Linked DNA regions of Oryctolagus cuniculus: region 1 is linked to region 2. A link is a contact called in public Hi-C data. All regions are on one chromosome and are shown on one strand. Each heading gives the region's core, a stretch centred on a gene start, on an enhancer-like site or on the middle of the called end of the contact. The rest is flanking DNA. Distances are from core to core; before and after follow the strand shown.

Region 1 (3,708 bases), core at 386-2,885, 45 kb before region 2:
CAGGTTGTAGCTTCAACCTGGCCTAGTCTGGGTTGCTGCGCGCATCTGGGGGAAGTGAGTGAAGAAGAGACAGAACCTCTGTCTCTGCCATTCAAGTACAATAAAATTTTAAAAGAAAATCAGGCAATAGTGGTCTCCCTCTACTTTCCAATCCACTGCCAATAGCCGAATAAAATGTCTTCTACCCTACCCTGAATGTGTGTAACTCCCAGACCCAGCAGTTGGGGAAAGAAAAGAAGCAAGGACCTCGGCCCCAGCTGCTGAGTCAGCACCACAGGGGCAATTTCGCCCTGGAGCCAAAGGGCTCCCACCCACGCCCGAATCCAAGCAGCTTGGAAACAGGGCTGTGCTGCCCGAGCCAGCCTCGGGACACCCGGGGAGCCAGGGCCTCGGAAGCAACCCCAGAGGGCCCTGCACCTGTGCCATCAGCAGAACCCCCGGGGGTTTTCTCCACTGTTCTGCAGGGCTCCTCCGACTTTCTGAAACGGCTTCGCAGCATAGGCAGCCCTGCGCTTCTCCAGGTCTCCATCACCGGAGCCAAGCGGAAGCGGTGTCCTCCATCAACGAAAGGATGGCAGGGAAGGAGTGGCCTCTCCTCAGCCAGCTCCTCTTCACCTACCTCCCAGTGACCCCGGCCCGGTGGCCGCACCTCTGCCGGTCTCCTCTGGCGAGAGACACCCGGAGATGTGTTCCTAAGAGACCCGAGGTGCTAGGTGGTCCCCTGCATTCCGCAACCTCACTCGCTCCACCACTAGGCAATGGGGTCCCTCCCAGGTCGGATGAAGAATGCCAGAGCCACAGTCCTGCACCTCACACCTGCACCCGCAAACAAGCAGGGTCCAGTTCACTTCCCCCGGTCTGCCTGCCCACCCGTCGTCCCCCTCCCCAGCTGCTCCTCAGGGCCAGGAGCAGAGGGCAGAGGTGAAGTCCCAGGCAAACACCCTGCTTCCCCTCCCACAGCCCTGCCCCCGGCACCCCGGGGACAGCCTGGGGCCCCCAAGTCCGGGACGGGCTCCTCTCCTCTCCGCTCAGTTTCTCTTCCTGTTTATGAATCGCACTCCTCCTCGTGCCGGTTCCACCCTAGCCACCCAGTTCCAGGTTTCTGTTTTCGAAGGGACCCGACTCCTGGGACTCCAGGAATGGTGTGGAGATTGTGCGCAGTCAAGCTCTTCAGAACGAGAAAAAAGCGACCACGCAGGCAGACGGGGTGCTCTGAGCCCGGGACTGTGTCCCCAAGAGCCCCGAGGCCGGGGTCTGATCGGCGCGCCCCGGCAACCCCACTCGGGGCGGGCCCTGGGTGTGAGCCGAGCAGGCCCAGGGTCACTGCGCCCAGCGATGGCGCAAAGGCGGCCCGGGGCCACCCCAGCTGGCATCGCAGCGACGGCCCCAAGGGTGGCTCTCCTCCGCCAGCCGGGCCCCCAGGCCTGGCCAAGGTCACTTTCCGCCGCCGCGGCGCCGCCACCCAGGCCCGCGCGCCTCCAGCGCCGACTCACCGAGCGCAGCCGTGAGAGCCGGGCCTGCAGCCTCCTCGCGCCCGCCGCCGCCGCGCCGCAGCCGGAGCCGAGCAGCCGCCGTAGCTCCCGCAGTCCGCCCCGCGCCCTTTTACCCAGCCGGCCCCGCCCGCCGCCCGGCTGACTCGTCACGTGACGCCGCGCCCGCCCCGCCCCGCCCCGCACCCCTGCCCCGGCTCCTGCCCCGCCTGCCCCGCCGGGCCTCGGTTCCGGGAGACCCGGCGGGGGCCGCTCGGAGCCCAGGGCGCACGGGCCAGAGGAGCGTCCCCCCGGCTTCCAGGGGGACCTGCCGCGGGCGGGAGGCGCACAAGTGGGCCCAGGTCCCCATCAGGCAAAGCTGCGGGATGTCTGCATGTTGCCATCCATTCGCAGAGCAGAGGCTGGGGCTGCAGGTGTGGGGACAGCCAGCCTCACAGAGGAGCCTTAACGCGGGGCTCCTTTAGCGCTAACGTTCTGAGAGAGTGTTGTGGAGATTCAGGACAAGGCACCCAAATGCAGTGCACTGGCGTGCTGAGAACTTCGAGCCCAAGAAAGCGTGCTCGCCAGATCTGGCGGACCTTTCTCCCCCCAAAACAGGCGCAGGAACTAGACTGCCTCTTCCCCCCAGGTAAGTCATAGCAGCTAGGACCCTGCGCCTACACACCTGGAAAACCTAGAAGTAGAATCGGACCTTGCCTGGCCTTTCCGTGTGGGAGCTGGCCACCCTCTGGGACCACCTTGTCTGATGCTAGGTTCCCAGAGGGCCTGCCCGGCACCAGAGGGAGGAAGGGCTGCTACACAGTGGGGCCAAGCAGAGTCTGAACAGGGACATAGGCAACCAGCACAGGGTGTTTTTATTTATTTATTTATTTATTTTTTTGCTGGAGAGGCTGGTGGAAATGGTAGGGTGTCTCAGGCCCATTTCCCCCCCACAAGCACCCCCAAACCTCCCTAGCCCTCATGACAAGCTTGCAAGGTAGGCATGACCCTGGTTTCATTTAGGAGACCCAGAAAAGTCTGGCACCTGATCCAGGCAGGAGAAGGCTCCCTGATGGGCCAGGGCAGGCTCAGGAGCTGTGTGACAGCTGATGGCTGGGCATCTGTACCTACGGCAGAGGGCCAGCCTCCTGCAGTCAGCCGGACCCACAGCTCGCAGCCTTCTCCTGCCTGGGTCAGGTGCCAGACTTTTCCGGGTCTCCTAAATGAAACTGGGGTCAAGCCTACCTTGCAAGCTTGTTGTGAGGGCTAGAGAGGTTTGGGGGTGCTTGTTGGGGAGAGATGGGCCCGAGCCACCCTATCATCTCCACCAGACAGAGTGTTTCCATCTGCTGGCCCACTCCCTGTATTCCCATGGCAGCCAGGGCTGGGCCAGGCTGAAGCCAGGAGCCTGGAACTCCATCCAGGTTTCCCATGAGGGTGGCAGGGCCCAAGCTTGGGCCACCATCTGCTGCTTCTGAGGAAGCATTGGCAGGAAGCTGAATCTGAAGCAGAGGAGCCGAGACTCAGCCCAGCTCCCTGACAGAGGATGTGGGCATCCCTAGCATAGCTTAACCTACTGCGCTACAACAGCCACCCAAGACACATGGTCTAAGGAAAATCAGCACCTGGTGAAATGAGGAAGCCCCCCACCTCCCCTACACCATGTTACAGAGGCAGAAAAGGGAACCCAGGAAAGTTCTAGTAAGTTACTGTTAGGTTCTAGGGTTCAAAGAAGGCCAGGAGGCAGCTAAAGCAGAAAAGACTATTTTAGTGGGGACAGAAACACTTTGAGAAAGTGTAAGGAGAGCCTGGATCAGACGCCAGACTTCTCTGGGTCTCCTGAGTAAAACTGGGATCATAGCTGTTTCATCCGGCCTGGGTTCAGGCCCAGTGACCTAAGGGGTTCCAGCGAGCCGAGCCTCAGTGGCCTAAAATGTTCGGACAGTAGCCAGTCAGTCAGTCAGTGCCACAGGGTAGCAGTGCAGCAGGCTTTTGTAACGCCAGCCAGGGACTCTGAAGCCCCCCGCAGCTCTCCTGCTCAGCAGGTGAAGGAGTGGCCACAGCTCCCAGACCTGTGGGCCACAGAGGCTGTGATGGGATGTTAGGAAGGCACCGAGAGCAACTTGTTTTCTGGACAAGGTATTTTGTCCTTGAGAGCTGGCATTAAAATGCAAATACATAATCTGGAGAGGTAGCAGGTTGCCCAGCTGTATTTTCTGCTGCTCTTTGTTTTACAAAA
Region 2 (3,893 bases), core at 465-2,964:
GGGCAGGGGCCCCGCTCTCTGCCCCCCGGCTCGCCGTGTGCACCTCATTTGGCCTGCGTTCTGCCATTGCTAGCCTCCGTGTACACCAGAGGCCTGGACCATTGGGGACCATCCACTCTGGGCCCGGGAGCCTCCTGAACTATAAGCCAAGTGACCTATTTCCCTTTATAAGTTGGCTCTTCTCAAGCTCTTAGCGACGAAAAGCTGCCTGATGCTGGTTACAATTCGTATGGGCCTGAAATGGACTATGTGAACTTAATAGGAGGTGCAGTACACAGAACATTCCAGTCTCCTGGGCTAAGTCCCTGTACCACTGACCCACCTCTCCAATTTCTTATTGGCGACATGAGAGCTTTGGACACATCTCCAAGACCTCTGTCAACTCAAGCCTCCTACAATGAATGGCTGTGGGCAGCCCATCAGTGCTTCACTTGACAGCCAGCTTTTGGTGGTCCAGATTCTTGCAGAAGGTAGCTGCGGTGGGTTGAATAGTGCCCCCCTCCCGCCCTGCTCCCAACTGACGTCCACGCGGAACCTCAGTGTGACCTCACTTGAAAACTGGTTCACGGTAGATATAATTGAGATGGCACTGTGTGAGGGTGGGCTCTAAATGCAGTGACCAATGTCCTTGGGAGAAGAGTGGCCACGCAGAGACACAGAAAAGCAGATATGAAGACAGCTCAGCGTGATCAGCCACACAACAGGGAGCGAGGGCCGTGGGCGGGAGCTGGGAGGGAGGCAAGGAAGCATTCTTCCCTAGAGCTTTTTGAGGTGCACCACACTTAACTTCAGACTCATAACCTCCAGACCTGCAGGGTCATCAGTTTCTGTTGGTTGAAGCCATCCAGTCTGTGCAGATCTGTTATGGCAGTCGTGTAAGCTAATGTAGGAGCTTTCTTTTAAAAAATCAGCTGTATTCTTCAGAAGTCATTAGGATTCTTGGCATTTTCATGAGAATTACAGATGTTCCACCATGCGGCCATTAAGAAAGAGGATTTTAAAGATTTTAAGTAATTTGAGACATTGTTTATATATAATCAGAGCAAAAAGGAAAAGTATAAGATGACTTCAAAAGGTTCCTGGAAAAGGGGAATTAAGATATGTTTATTTTGGGCGGGCGCCATGGCTCACTAGGCTAATCCTCTGCCTTGCGGCGCCGGCACATCAGGTTCTAGTCCCGGTTGGGGCACCGGATTCTGTCCCGGTTGCCCCTCTTCCAGGCCAGCTCTCTGCTATGGCCCAGGAGTGCAGTGGAGGATGGCCCAAGTCCTTGGGCCCTGCACCCACATGGGAGACCAGGAAAAGCACCTGACTCCTGGCTTCGGATCAGTGTGACGCGCCAGCTGCAGTGCGCCGGCTGCGGCAGCCATTGGAGGGTGAACCAACGGCAAAGGAAGACCTTTCTCTCTGTCTCTCTCTCTCAAACTCTGCCTGTCAAAAAAAAAAAATATGTTTATTTTGGTGCAAAAATTTTAAACAGTTATTTATGTATTTTAGAAGCGGAGAGACCAGGCGTGCTCCGATCGCTCGCTGGCTCACCCCCCCAAATGCCCACATTGGCTGAGAGCCGGGCACACGGCAAAGCACAGCACCACCACTGCCCGGGTCTGCACCAGCCACACTGGGTGCTCCGTTGTTGGATGTGGTGTCTTAACCGCCAGGCCAAACTCCCAGCCCAGGAGCCAAGCATTTTTGGAACCCATGCATAGTGTTTTCGTAATGCACTTTCCCCAAGGGCTCGGTGAAGACCTTGTGCGTATGGTGTGATCGTGCGTTACAGCTGTGTGTGCAAGGCCTCAGGGGGAGGGGACAGAGATGTTAGGACGGTGACTTTCTCCCTTCCACTTTTCAAAATGCACGTATTGTGTTTATGTTTACTCGGTGGAAGATAGGAACATTGAATAAAAGGATTCAAGATTTTTTTAAAAAAAATTAAATGATTTTTTTGTCTTTTAAAAGTACTTTTCTTACTGGTAATTATTTTAATATTTGAAAACATCTTTTTGTATGACAGTAACTCTACATATTGGTGGGCTGGAACGCTGGAGCTAAACGTGAACTTGAGAGAAGCAAACTTGGCCGCGGAAGCTGGCCGCGGCCCTGGTTTTGTTTTATTTCCTGTCCCTGTTCCCCCACCCCGTTTGCTCGGGGTGCCAGCTGCCAAGGCAGAGCTTCCCAGGGTTGCTTGCTTAGCCTATCCCGGCATCTGCAGGTCAGCTCCCACCTCGCAGGATTCCCAGGCAGGCTGCGGGCGCCGCCGGGGCCTGGCCCTTGGACTTCGAAGGCTGGGATGGGGGTGGGGTGGGGGGCACAAGCTCCCCAGTGCAGCGAACCCTGGCTGTCCCTTCCCAAGTCCTTACTCAGGGGATTTTGGTTTTGCTTCCTCTCTGAGTGGCCTGCACAGCGACCTCAGCGGCCCCGACCCTGCAATCACACGCCCCTCTCCACTCTGGAGTTTGAGCCTCCCAAAGCCATGCCTCTCGGGCAGCCGACAGCACGGGGGCCTGTCGCCAGCCGCGGTCTCTGTGTTGCTTTCCACCCGTGGCCAGGAGACACCAGCGCAGAAAGAATGTGACAGAACCCCCGCCTTGGTCACCCCCCAGGCAGATCCTGAAATGCTAACAACAGCGATTTTTCCTACTTCTGCTTTTACAAATCCTCTCTGAGGACAGGCTCCATCTGACCCACAGAATGAGCGAGCCCGAGGCCAGGAGTTTCAAGTGCATCTCACACGGTCACGGACAGTGGGGACAGTGTGATCAGAGCCGAGAACCAGCGCTTGGGAAGGGTCTTCCGGGGGCCTGCGGCTCTCTATGATCCTTAAAATAAACTTGGGAAGTCAGCATCTTCATATTTGGTTTTAGAATTCACTTGTTTATTTGAGAGGGAGAAAGACTCAGTGAGCTCCTATCTGCTGGTTCACTTCCCAAATGCCCAAAACAGCTGGGGCTGGGCCAGGCCAAACCAAGGAGCTGGCAACTTAATCCGGGTCTCCTACATGGGTGCAGGAGCCCAAGCACCTGAGCCATCACCGGCTGCCTCCCATGGTGCATTCGCAGGAAGCAGGTGTCAGGAGCCCGAGCCAGGCGTGGAACCCAGTGGGACGGGGGCATCTTAGCTGCTGGGCTAAACACTTGGCCCCCACTTCCCCCATTTTTTAAAGATAACTGAAGCTCAAAGAAGTACATGGCACCGCAGAAGTGAAAGGGTGGGAACTGAAACTTAGCTCTTGTGCCTCGTGTTTAGGGCTCTGCCCATTGCCATTGTGTTAAATTATCTTCCGTGGAGCCATAGCTGGCCCAGGACCGAGTGCTTGAAGACACCAGTGGGTTCTCATCCCCCGTGGATCTGGAGCAGGACTGTGGGAGCAGTGCAGCCAGGCTGTGGTGGCGCAGGCTCTCTCGGGGAATCGCAGGCAGGGTGCTCACTGGTGTCTGTGGGGTTGGAGGGTTGACAGAGGCTGGGGACCCGCTTCCCTGAGGCCTTGCCCAGGGCTGGCAAGCTGGTACCGGCTGCTGGCAGCTCTGCTCAGTCTCTCTTTACCGGGGCTGTGATGGTCTCTTGCCTTGATGGCCGGTCTTACCCAGAGCGAGTGAGCAGAGAGCAAGAAAAAAGTGTCCACGTCTTCTAGGACCTTGCCTTAGAGGCCACATGTTATCATTTCTGCAGTATCCCATCGGTTACCACACAGGCATGAACGCCAGGAGATGGGGCTTATGGGGCCGTCTTGGGTACCAGCCACAGTACTACATATGTTACTCAGCACTGTGGCATGTCAATGTTGGTTGCTGAAAAACACTCAATCCTGAGATAGCATTTTCATAGTGTCAGCTGGATTTCAGAATATCTTTTTTTTTTAAGATTTATTTTTTTATTTGAGAGGCAGAGTTACA

Evidence for each region. A called contact is a pair of places that touch in the nucleus more often than the background predicts.
Region 1: a Hi-C map of an unstated tissue shows a contact between it and region 2, with 3 times the contacts expected there. The contact joins the promoter of CTSB here to the enhancer-like site in region 2. A contact is called at or near these places in 2 of 6 Hi-C or Micro-C datasets (ear pinna and an unstated tissue).

What each region holds. Positions count from the first base shown.
Region 1 is chr2:42,687,489-42,691,196 of mOryCun1.1, reverse strand. CTSB (cathepsin B) reads right to left here and starts at 1,635. Exons shown (of 10, transcript XM_002709436.5): 1 at 1,494-1,635. LOC138848446 (a long non-coding RNA gene) reads left to right here and starts at 1,683. Exons shown (of 3, transcript XR_011386234.1): 1 at 1,683-2,118.
Region 2 is chr2:42,642,797-42,646,689 of mOryCun1.1, reverse strand. No RefSeq gene overlaps it. Among named protein-coding and RNA genes, the nearest start is that of CTSB, 45 kb to the left of the region's middle. Within about 2 kb of position 1,714, at least 4 of the 8 cell types and tissues checked have an H3K27ac peak or open chromatin away from gene starts, as enhancers often do. A contact at or near this core is called in ear pinna, where this site is marked.